Linked DNA regions of Zea mays: regions 2 and 3 are each linked to region 1. A link is a contact called in public Hi-C data. All regions are on one chromosome and are shown on one strand. The core of a region is the stretch at or near the end of the contact, and the rest is flanking DNA. Distances in the headings are between cores, read along the strand shown. Region 1 has its middle 3.9 kb from the start of LOC111589414. Region 2 holds the start of LOC100502483 (Double-stranded RNA-binding protein 2). Region 3 holds the start of LOC100278729.

Region 1 (3,902 bases), core at 1,129-3,628:
TGGTCGACATGGGTTGTGTGCCATGGCATGCGCATACAGACACAGGATCGCTACTCTGCCGTTGACCTGAACGGATCCCTAGGCGCGCGCTGCCGGCGGGAACGGCACCTGGGTCGGTCGCGCGATGCACGCTGCACGGGCGTGTTGCCGCCGGCCCGCTTCACGTGAGGATCGGGGGGATAGGCGATAGCGATCGAGGACGGTGTGACGCGACGCCAGGAGCCCAGGACAGCCTGCGATATCGACCAGCGGTGTCCCAGGATCATACCATACCAGTATTTGTGACGGCCTGATCGGCAGTGGCCGTCAAGTGGATCATTAACCTTGGTCTCGGCGGGAAGCCTGGGCTGGGATAGCCGTGCTAGCTCTAGGGCTGGAAACGAGCCGAGCCGAGCTCGGCTCGGCTCGGTGCCTGAACGAGCTCGGCTCGGCTCGTCCATTCCACGAGCTGGTGAAAGAGGCTCGGCTCGGCTCGACCTTGGCTCGCGAGCCGGCTCGGCTCGGCTCGCGAGCCATATTTTGGTACTTTTCGTTGCATTATTTGGTGAATTAACATTATATAAATTTGAAATATAGAATCATCATTCTACATTATGAGTAAATTAAATGATAACTTGTAATATATTCATCATCAAATACTAAAAAATAAGCTATTATCCATAAAATTATCTAATATTCATTATTATTCCATAAATTGACCATTTTTGCAAGGCTCACGAGCTGGAACGAGCCAGCTCGGCTCGGCTCGCTGCAAAAACGAGCTCGAAGAAGAGGCTCGGCTCAGCTCGTTCGAGGCTCGCGAGCCGCTCCGAGCTCGAGCCGGCTCGCGAGCCTCGAGCTAATTTTCCAGCCCTAGCCGTGCAGGCTCGGGAGGCATACGAGTTCCGGACGGCAGTTCCGAGGGCGCGCGATGCCCCCCTTCCCCCCAGGTTGGGTCAGCTCCGCACCGCTAGCTCCGGGCGACGTCACGCATTGGCTGCGCACCGAAGAAATTGCTGGAGTAAATAGGATAGGATTTTTAATATCATTCGTCGGTGCCTTGCCTGCCCACCTCGTCTCGCTTGCTGCGTGCATATGCATGCATGCTTTGCGGTCAAAACTGCCGATCCCGAGGCAATCTTTGAAACCCTGCCACTGATTTCTTCTTGTACTACTCCCCAAGTCCTCCCAGGCTACTACTCCTTAAATGAGACTAAGGCTATCTGCACCGGCGAACCTTAAATGAGACGCTACACAGATCGAGTCATACATATGCAGTAAAAATTTCCTGCAGCGGCTTACTCTATCAAATATGGATAGGCAAAGAAGGCAGGTGTTCTCGTGCGCAAAATGCATCCAGTCGATCCGTTTTATATCCAACGGTGTTATGACATTTTACAAATAAGTCCTCCTATGCTCTCCACGTTGGTGCTGTTCATTAAAAATAGAACACAGCACTGTTAGGTACTGGACGGATGGGTTGAATGTATTTTGCGTATGAGAACACATGACTTGTTTGCCTATAGGATATGCTCTCATATCCAATATATACCGTGAAGTTGAGAGAGACCACGAAAACTTTATTTGCGGCGTCCCCCTTCCGTGCTACTGGAAGCCTAGAGGTGGGAGTGTGGGACCGGATGCGAGGCTGGAGGCAATCGCGGTGGGAGGCCGGTAAGAGTGAGGTGAAATAAATAATAGAATATATGGTAGTTGGTATAAAGCAGAGATTTAAGGTAAAACTCTTACTATAATTTTATAAATAAATATTTAATTTCATGTCGGTAATCGTGCCAAAAAGAGTTTTGATCCATGTAAAACTCTTTTTTTTAACTTAAAAACATTACGTATCATCAACATTATTTTAAAAAACGCTTATGTCTATCAATTATTCGACATGAAACTCTTACTAAAAACTGACCTCACCAAATCATGACCCAACACAACACACGTACGTGACCATCCAAGTACCAACCTCCGAAACAGCGGATGATGTCGCCTTGTCTCTTCCATTCCATTCCCTCGCACATGACAGTCATGCGACGCACCGCGACGACGCCGCAGCGAACGACGCGGGCCAAAACTGGAAACGCCGGCATCGGCGGCAAACGACGGAGAGCGAAACGGACGGTCGTCCGGGGGATCCGGTCCGGCGGGCCCCGCGTCGCGTCGCGTAGCGGGACAGTGACGGGGACGGCAGCATAAATGACGCCAACTGGACACGAAAACGACTAGGATACGCATCGTCGCTACGCTATACGTACGCAAGCAGACGCTCAGCTCCGTTCCGTTCCGTTCCTTTAATTCCTTTCCTTTCCTTTCCTACACGTAGAGCGGCGTGGTGTTGGAGAACGGGGCACTGTGTGCGCGCTGTGCTGTGTCAGAGCCTCCGTTCCGGTTGTACAGTCAAAAAGGCTTGGCCGGATGCAATAGTGCGTGGATCGGTTAACAGTGGTACGGTGGACAGTAGTGTTCGTATGTCGGACGTACTAGACCGTAGGAATACAATGATAGGGTGTCCTGGTAACTTGTCAGGGTCGGCTTGGTTTGCTCCGCGCCAGAGCTGTCTCTCCCCAGACAGAGACAGCGCTCCCAGACAGGCGTCCGATTTTGATCGTCTGGGGCTAAGATATTTTGCTTAGCAGGTAAGTGACTGTGAGTCCGCAAAACAAATAACCCCTTATGTACAGTTTAGTTCACATATTTATAATGTAATAGGTAATTGATAATGTTGGTGAGTTGTTCTCAAATACTATAAGTTAAAAATAAGGCAACATAAAATATTAATGGTTAAAATTCTTCGTCCTTCGAAGCATTATCCTCTGTAAGATATAATGATCTTCAGACGAAGGTCATGAAGGACGTACATTCATCATCGTAGCATATATTAATGAAATAAGAAGCATATGAAACATGAGAAATAACATTAATCCATATGATATTGTTAATATATCTTTACTATATCATCATGAATGAACATAAAAAATATTGAATTACATCTGTACTTTCGGCTTGACAGAAGGTAAAAGTCCAAGCGTGACACACGAATGAATACAAGTCAGCGTGAACATCTATTTATAGACACAGGGCGCAGGCTGTGTAAAATTACATTCATGCCCTTTATGTTTACTATTGACTTAAGGACAATCTATCGAGGACTAGATAGCATTTTCCTCTTTAAGTCGGTTCCTTTTTTTTTTTGCTGCTGAGCCGAAGCTTCCTTGCGCGTAGCTTCGGAACCGGTTCAATATTCGTCCCGACCATGCTTTACATATTGTGTACATCTTCATTACGAGTCCGAAGGTTCCTATAAATATATCACACTTGGAAAACATTGTTAATCATGTTTTTAAGAACCTTCGGAATACGAAGGCCTCCAACAGATAACGTTAAATAATGTTTATTTTAGTATATGTTTTTATTTTAAAAGCATCTTCTGAAAATCATTAGGTCTAAAGAAAATGCTTGGAATAATTTGATTGTACGTTTGCACCATATAAATAAGTAAATAAATAATTGTACATGATGTATGTGTCCTCTGTATATACTGGAGTATCTGACAGGCGGCTACCAGAGCAGCGCACACATGAAAAAACAACCGTCACTGCCGCGCGACAGGAAAGCGTCCTTGCAGAGAACGCTACAGCGACGTCGTATCGTACGTACGTGGTCCTGGCCGGAGCCGGACACGACACGCCCGGACCACGTCCAGCTCCAGCCCCACCTCCACGTCCCGGTCCGACCGAGGGACCCAGGACCGCGAACCAGAGTATTTCTCTTCCGGATGACAGACACCCCCCGTGATCCGCAGCGGCGAAGAGCAGACGCACCGCGCGCCGCCGATCGGCCGATGCGGCCGCGCCACATCAGCACGCAAGCAAACACAGCGCCGCGGAAAGCAGCGGGACGGGGAGGCGTGGGTG
Region 2 (3,580 bases), core at 597-3,096, 160 kb after region 1:
ATGGCTGACCTGACCGTATCGGGAAAAGATACAACGCATAGGCGCAACCAGCACCAGCACCACCCTTCTCACTGTCACTGCCCTTGCCCCGTGGTGGACTGCGAGGGGCCTGCCTGCCACTAAACTACCGGGCCCACCGGCATTTGACCTGCGATGCCCCGGTTAGGTGCGGGTGGTCTCCAATTCAATTCCCTCCACCCACTCGCATTAATACCATACCACCACTATAAAGACCGAAACCAAATCCCCCTTCCCCACCGTTTCACACTGACAGTTCCACGCGCTGGTTATTCCTGTTCGGTTAAAAAAACCCCGTGTGTACTGCCGTACCCTGCATTTGCAACTGGGATTCCAAGTCAAGTGTACGCGGCAACTTTTTAATTCCACCCCCATCAATGTGCCCATTGATGGACAGGTTCGGCTAATCGGCGTTTAGCAATTAATGGCACGCAGACTTTCGAAGTCTACCGCCAATAACGATGCGGCGACGGACGAAACCCTAGCGGTAATACCGAAGCTGTAAGGATTTTCTAATTGGCAGTTATTGCGGGGTCTGTTGTCTGAAGCACCGTCGCCGTTACGGCGCGAGAGCACATCTAACGAGGGATTAAAGTAATACTGGCGTGTTAAAATTAATTGCCGGCACAGGTACGATTACGAACAAGTTAAGAGGCTTGATTGCGCTTAGTACATCCATCGCGTAGAGTGGGAACTAAGCTCTGTTCATTAACTAATCCGCGCCCACATAATACAAGACGAAACTGCAGTGGCAAGAGCAGGATATGATTGTATTTTGGATATAAAATAAAAGATGAGGACGAGTTTTTTTTTAACCCGGTGTCTGGAAAAAAATAACCGGACTCGAGTATTGCGACCTTTTCTCTCGGAATCAAAGGAATCGCCTAATACAGCCAAAAAAAAAGCACCGGGAATTTTCGGCACTAAAAAGAGTTGCAGGTTTCCCGTACCAATTATCAGCTGCAATTCATGCCGCTCACGAGCCCCAATCCAAGCAGATTCTCCAAGTTATGAATTCCTAGCTCGTTTTTTTCGAAGAAAAAACATAGAAATCGGATTAAACTACGAGAACGATTCAAAGGCAACGGCTTGCTTAATCTCTCCAAAACCGCCAACATTATGCTGAAATTACATAAAATACATGCCGCGGCGCTGGAAAGGGAGTTATGAACTACGAGACGCCATTTTTAGCCCCGAGCAAACGCAAACGACTCGCCCTGGATAATGAATAGCCCACGAGAATTCCGTGATGAGTTGCAGTAGCAAATGGTTCGAGTGATCTATTAACGATCAACAATACTCGGACTAGAAACACCCGCAGATCCCCAGATTCCACCACCTAGAAGCGTTTGAAACAAGAACAGCTAGCGATAAATACAAAAATGAATACCAGGACAGGAGAAACGATTCGTAGGGAAGCGGGGAGCAAGCGGGCGAGGATAGGGCAAGGGAGGCGCCCTCGCGCGCGGCTTACCAGGATGCGGGCGGCGAGCGAGTAGGACGGGCCGCGTCGCGCGAGCGCGGCGAGCGCAACCTCCGCGGCGGCGTGCTCCGCTTGGCGGAGCGTGGTGAAGAACCCGGGACTCTCGAACTGCTCCCCGTTGAAGTTCACCGCCGCCTTGAACCGCGGCGCATGGTCGGGCCCCTCCCGCAGGCACGTGTAAGAAGGCAGGTTGAAGCAGCTCCGCTGCGCCAGCTCCTGCAGCTGATTCTTGTACATGGCCGCCGACCACCGCCTCGAGCTCCAGCGTTACTCCGAGTGCCGGCCGCCGTGGCCGGAGATGGCGACCCCGGAAGATCTACCGGCTACGAGAAGAGGTGTTTAGGGAGAAGAGTGAAGTGGTGCGGGTGGAACCAGAGGGAGCTTATTATATTTTTTTTTTCTGTTTCATTTTTGGAAGATTTTAATGCTACTCGCTGCCTACGGTTACTAGGCAGGCCGATGACAGCTGGGGACCCACAAGCGGCACGTTCGTTCGTAGGTTCGGGTTTTGTTTTTCGAGCGACACCTTTTTTTTCTATCTCTATATCTTTTTTCGATAAGCTTCAGTACATTCTTTATTAAATTCTTAACAAATGAAGGGAACGATTGCTTGCTGTGCAATGAGAAACTGGTGTACAAGCGTACGAGCTGAGGCCCCGACAATACAATGGGCTAAACTTTATTCCCGACAAGCGTACTAATAAAAAATGTTAAATAGTCCAATTACAAACAAAATTATACTCCATCTCTCTCTCAAAATAAAATTCAATTTAACTTTTTAGTGGATACGTACAATACTTATATATATGTGTCTATAATTATTATCATACAGTTAAATATAACATAAAAACTAAGAGATAAAACAAATATTATTTTAAAACAGAGAAAGTATACATAAGGACTAAACGGTAAGACGAATTTATTAAATCTATTTAATACATATAATGCTATAGTAAACATTTGTTAATCATCGATAGATTATGGTTAATAAATTATATCATCGTTAATCTTCATCTATGTAATTAGTTTTGATAATTAGATTATACTTAATATTTGTAATTGTCATTTAAACACCGATGTGACACTAACTAAATTTTAGTCAAAAAACCAAACACCCTTTGAGTTTCTTTAACTTTTAGATCGTGATTCAACCGTATGTCATATTTAACACTTAAGTCCTCTCACCATTAACTTACATAACTTTATCAAAATAAATCCCAACAAAAACTATGGTTACATCTACAGTTAGATCATTATCTAAAGGTTTATAACTCTTATTTGTATGTTTATCTGCATACACAACGGAAGCACAACGGTCATTCTCGTAAATGAATCCTTTACAAATAGGACTAGTTTAGCATGTTGTAGGAGAAATTTAGAGTCGTGTTGTCTCAAATAACATAAAACAAAACGGGGTCATCTAGAAATTCAGTTAAAAAGTGAGATCGAGCCAAAAATAGCGACGTCTTTCGAGTACACCTAGTCTTAGGCCGGATCCAATACTACAGGCTTATATATACCGCCATCACACTATTGATCATTTATCTATCACAACTTTTCAACGTACAACCTTTACCATAAGCCTACAGTCACATTAGTCCCATGGTAACTTTTATTCTACATACGCATATACACAATGAAACAGACTTTTAATTCAAATAAAGTATGGAAAAGAGGGAAACATCAAAAATACATATCACATTAAAAACTACAAAAATATAAAGTTCATTATATTTAAAAACAATAAAAGTACAAAGTTCTTATACAATGTGATGACCACAACAGTATCCAATAATTGGTTTCTATTGTAGCACATGGTGTTCTTAGTTTGGTTGAAAGGGCGAATCATATGGTACAATAGAAACCAGTTCTTAGATTGTCGGTATCCTGAATCAGGGGTACCCCTTACTATAGTATGAAGACACGATACCCGCGCGGCTATCCCTAGTCACGCGTTGAACAACACCCGACCCCTCCACGTGGGCGACTCCGGGGCCGCCACGTGGTCAAAGGAGACGATATACTCCAAGGTGGCAACAGTGGGTCCGGACCCCCACAAGGAAGTATCGGACCCCTGGA
Region 3 (3,550 bases), core at 698-3,197, 190 kb before region 1:
GTATCTGTGTGTTAGTAATTAAGCACCTTTCAAGTCTGGCGCCCGGCGTTCTACCCGGGTTTTATTCAGCCTGTTGATGATCTCGTTACCCGGGTTTTTTGCTACATAATTACGTATAGCACATGTGTGTGAGTGTATAGCAAGGAATATTGTCGATCAGGCGTGAGTATTATTTGCTAGCTACAGGCGCAGGATAACCTAATTAAGGAACTCCAAAAGGATTCAAACATGTCCAGCCAATACACGACGCTAGCTGCTAGCTAGTCCTAATTTTTCTTTAAAAAATAATATCCCCAAGATGCTTTTCCAGCGTGGCATATGACGCAAAAGGTTGGATGCAATAATGCAAGGCATATATAACATTTGGACATGATTAAAGTGCTGAAACAATCAGACCAGTGGTCGTCGTCGTCTGTCGATCCAGATGATACACACACCTTTGGCACCTTCGTCTCCGATCCATTTACAATATTAACAGCCGTTGGGTGTTATTTTTTTCCCCAATTCGAACCCCAACTTTACATTATTTGAGGAGACTGGTTTAAAAAAATCTGGGCGAGTTATTTAAAAGATAAAAAAAAATCTAGGCAAGTTATAGGGCTCGAACCCCCAACTTCATGGTTTAAAACCTTGTGCTCCACCAACTGAGCTAGATGGCTTGGTGCCATTTCTTTGCAACAAAACTGTTGATAACACAACCGAGCTCGGCGCCAAGATCTGTGGCGCCGAGCTCAGTGCCACGTCAACGCCACGGCGTCCAGTTTGTGCCAACGCAGCACGTACCTCGGCGCCATAACCTATGGCGCCGAGCTGTGTTACCTCGGCGCGCATAGGCTATGGCGCCGAGGAAAGGGTCCAAAAATGTAATTAAAATTTTCTAGGGTCTAAATGTGTTTTTTTTCCAAAAAATGGCCAAAATACAAAAAATTCGGTCACCTCGACCCCTCTACTCTTTTTTGCAGGATCGTATCCGAGTACCAGATAAGTCAGATAAATTATAAGGCTGGCTCCAGCAGATCCGCTAAAGCGGCCTGTTCGCTACATATAGCGGATATTTTCGTCCGGTACGTCTCCAGCAAGGACTGCTATAGACTCCTGTAAATTTAGCACACGCTTCCACAGACACTAAATGTAGAGTTCCACGGCCACCCGCTAATCCGCTATACACTGTTGCTTACGTACGGTCGCGCGCACTGGTCAAGAAGTGTTGCCTGTTTGGTTTTCGTGTACGTTCGATAGTTTGATATAAAAAATATGTGCAATACAAAGTTTATTTAGAAAACTTTCCTATTTTGTTTTCCTATACATCCGATAGAAAAAAAATAATACAAAGTTTAGCTAGACAATGCAATTTCCTATATTGTGTTATCTTAATTAATTTACCAGACCACTAATTTCGAATTTTAAATACTTAATTTAAATTTAATCTGGATACATACATAATATTTTACAGTTGACAGACAATGCAATGTTGATACAAACTAAATTGAATTAGGAATTTAGTTATCACTGTTGATATAGAGGATCAAATTTAGAGGATATTGTTGGAGATGAGGAAGATATAGAAGACAGAATCTTTTAGAGGGTGCTGTAAAGTACAGAGAATATTTTTTTAGGGGATAAAATTTAGAGAACGTCGTTGGAGACAACCTAAGCAACCCGCTCATAGATTTCGAAGTCCACCACCTCATACACATATGAAAGTCATTTTTTTCTTATTGCTTTTTCAGTCCGTCCCTGAATTGACATCAAAAATTGGGTCAAAAGTTTAGGATAATTAGACTTCTCGGGATTATTTAGATCACAAGTTTGGGATAATCAGACATCTCGGATTCTCGGGGTTTTTTTTAAATTTTTTTTGCACGACACACTTTCTGGTTGAGGCGAGCGGCGGCGGACGGGACGTGACGCGGGACTACAAATCCGCGCGGTCTGGGCCCAGTGCCGTGCGGCCCGGTTTAGGTGCACCAGAAGACAGCGGCACCGCACCGGGCGCAACTACCGCGTCCGTGCCGTGATCCACTCCCCATTGCCCCCCGACCCTCGTGCACGCGCAGAGTAATCGGCTCAGAAACGCAGGCAGCCCAGCCCACGCCGCGAGGAAGCCTGAGGCCGAGAGAGGACTGAGCAAGCGTCCCGCGAGAAACTGGTGTTCCGGACCACCACGCGGATGGGCTCGGGCGACCCGGCGGCCGACCCCCTTTCTTCCTTCCTCCGCCACCCCGGCGCGTTCTCCTTCTCCCGTCGCGTCGCCATGGCGCGCGACGCCACCGCCACATCCGTGCCAGCGCTCCGCCCCTGGATCGTTGACCTCCTCCCGCTCCTCGTCGTCCTCCTCATCGCCGCCCACGTCCTCGCCCTCGTGCGTCCTCCTCCCCTAGCTCTCCTGTTATTGCCACCTGCCGGATAAGATTGGGGTTATGAATTTAGCTTCCCGTTGCAGGGTTACTGGATCTACAGGCTCGCCACGGACGGGTCCAGGCAGCCCGCGCGGAGCAAGAAGCACTAAGGGGACGGCGCCCGCGGCCGGATGTAAGGCAATTCACATCTTGTCTCTCATGAGCTCTGGTGCTTTCAGTGAATGTTAATTATCGGAGAGCGAGGAATTCCTGATTACGCTATTGCTTGCTGCCTGGTGCCCGCTAGGCTCCGGCAGGTGCTCGAGATGCTGATTGCCGAAATGCTACGTTGAGAATAGGGAATTTAGTTATCCTTGACAATTAGCATGTTGGGTGCTAACTCCGATCCGCACATTTTTTGATCTTTTACTCATGTATCACATCAGCACTAGTTCGTTCATCTCAAAAGCGATTTTTTACTCCGTCTGTTCTTTTGTTTATAGGTCGTTTGAGCTTTTCTAGATGCATAACTTTTATTATATATTTATACCTATCATATATCTAGATGCATAGCCAAATCAATGTAAGCTAAAACGACCTATAAATTTATAACTATAATTTGGAACGGAGGGTGTGCTACTTTTTTCCAGATTCTTTTGGTGGCGATTGGTTTGGTGCTTTAGTCCAATTTAACTTTCTTCTTTACGGATAATTCATTTTAGGTTTGGTACCTTGCTTGTTGAGCACTTGTTGAATAAAAAAGGTAAGACTGAACATATCTGATATATATTTGGGGGTCCCTCGGATTTGGATATAGATGCAGTGTATACATCAGATGGTGATACTTTTGGGATGGTACGGTTGGTGGATTAGGATTGCTTTCTTCGTTTCAACTTCAGACTGCAATTATTGAACCCTTTTTAGGAGAACAATTATTGAACCCTGCTCATTTATGTATCTTCTTTTTATCGGTAACTGATTTGTTAAGTTATTTATCAAGTTATCCTGCTAAACATGGGGTTTGTTTGTCTAAACTGTGGAGGCATAAACATGTTTATGTTATATTCATGTTTTGAAGAGAAGTGTTTGATCTTATGAGTGCTTCATATGCTCCCGGTCGTTATTCTTGCATTTGGTATGCATTATGCTGTTGTAAGATAAGTTGATTTTCCTCTCTATCCTCAATTTTTTTTTTATGTTTCTAATCAAAT

The links. A called contact is a pair of places that touch in the nucleus more often than the background predicts.
Region 2: a contact with region 1 is called in a Hi-C map of ear, with 2.1 times the contacts expected there. The contact joins the promoter of LOC100502483 here to the enhancer-like site in region 1. A contact is called at or near these places in 2 of 25 Hi-C or Micro-C datasets (bundle sheath and ear).
Region 3: a Hi-C map of ear shows a contact between it and region 1, with 2.4 times the contacts expected there. The contact joins the promoter of LOC100278729 here to the enhancer-like site in region 1. A contact is called at or near these places in 4 of 25 Hi-C or Micro-C datasets (bundle sheath, ear, endosperm and 1 more).

Annotation. Positions count from the first base shown.
Region 1 is chr5:29,073,802-29,077,703 of Zm-B73-REFERENCE-NAM-5.0, reverse strand. No RefSeq gene overlaps it. Among protein-coding and RNA genes, the nearest start is that of LOC111589414, 3.9 kb to the left of the region's middle. Within about 2 kb of position 2,378, at least 18 of the 20 cell types and tissues checked have an H3K27ac peak or open chromatin away from gene starts, as enhancers often do. A contact at or near this core is called in bundle sheath, ear, endosperm and 1 more, where this site is marked.
Region 2 is chr5:28,909,336-28,912,915 of Zm-B73-REFERENCE-NAM-5.0, reverse strand. LOC100502483 (Double-stranded RNA-binding protein 2) reads right to left here and starts at 1,846. Exons shown (of 3, transcript NM_001196961.1): 1 at 1,493-1,846. The coding sequence starts at 1,738.
Region 3 is chr5:29,264,589-29,268,138 of Zm-B73-REFERENCE-NAM-5.0, reverse strand. It overlaps LOC100278729, which reads left to right and starts at 1,947. Exons shown (of 4, transcript XR_002262214.3): 1 at 1,947-2,362; 2 at 2,444-2,532.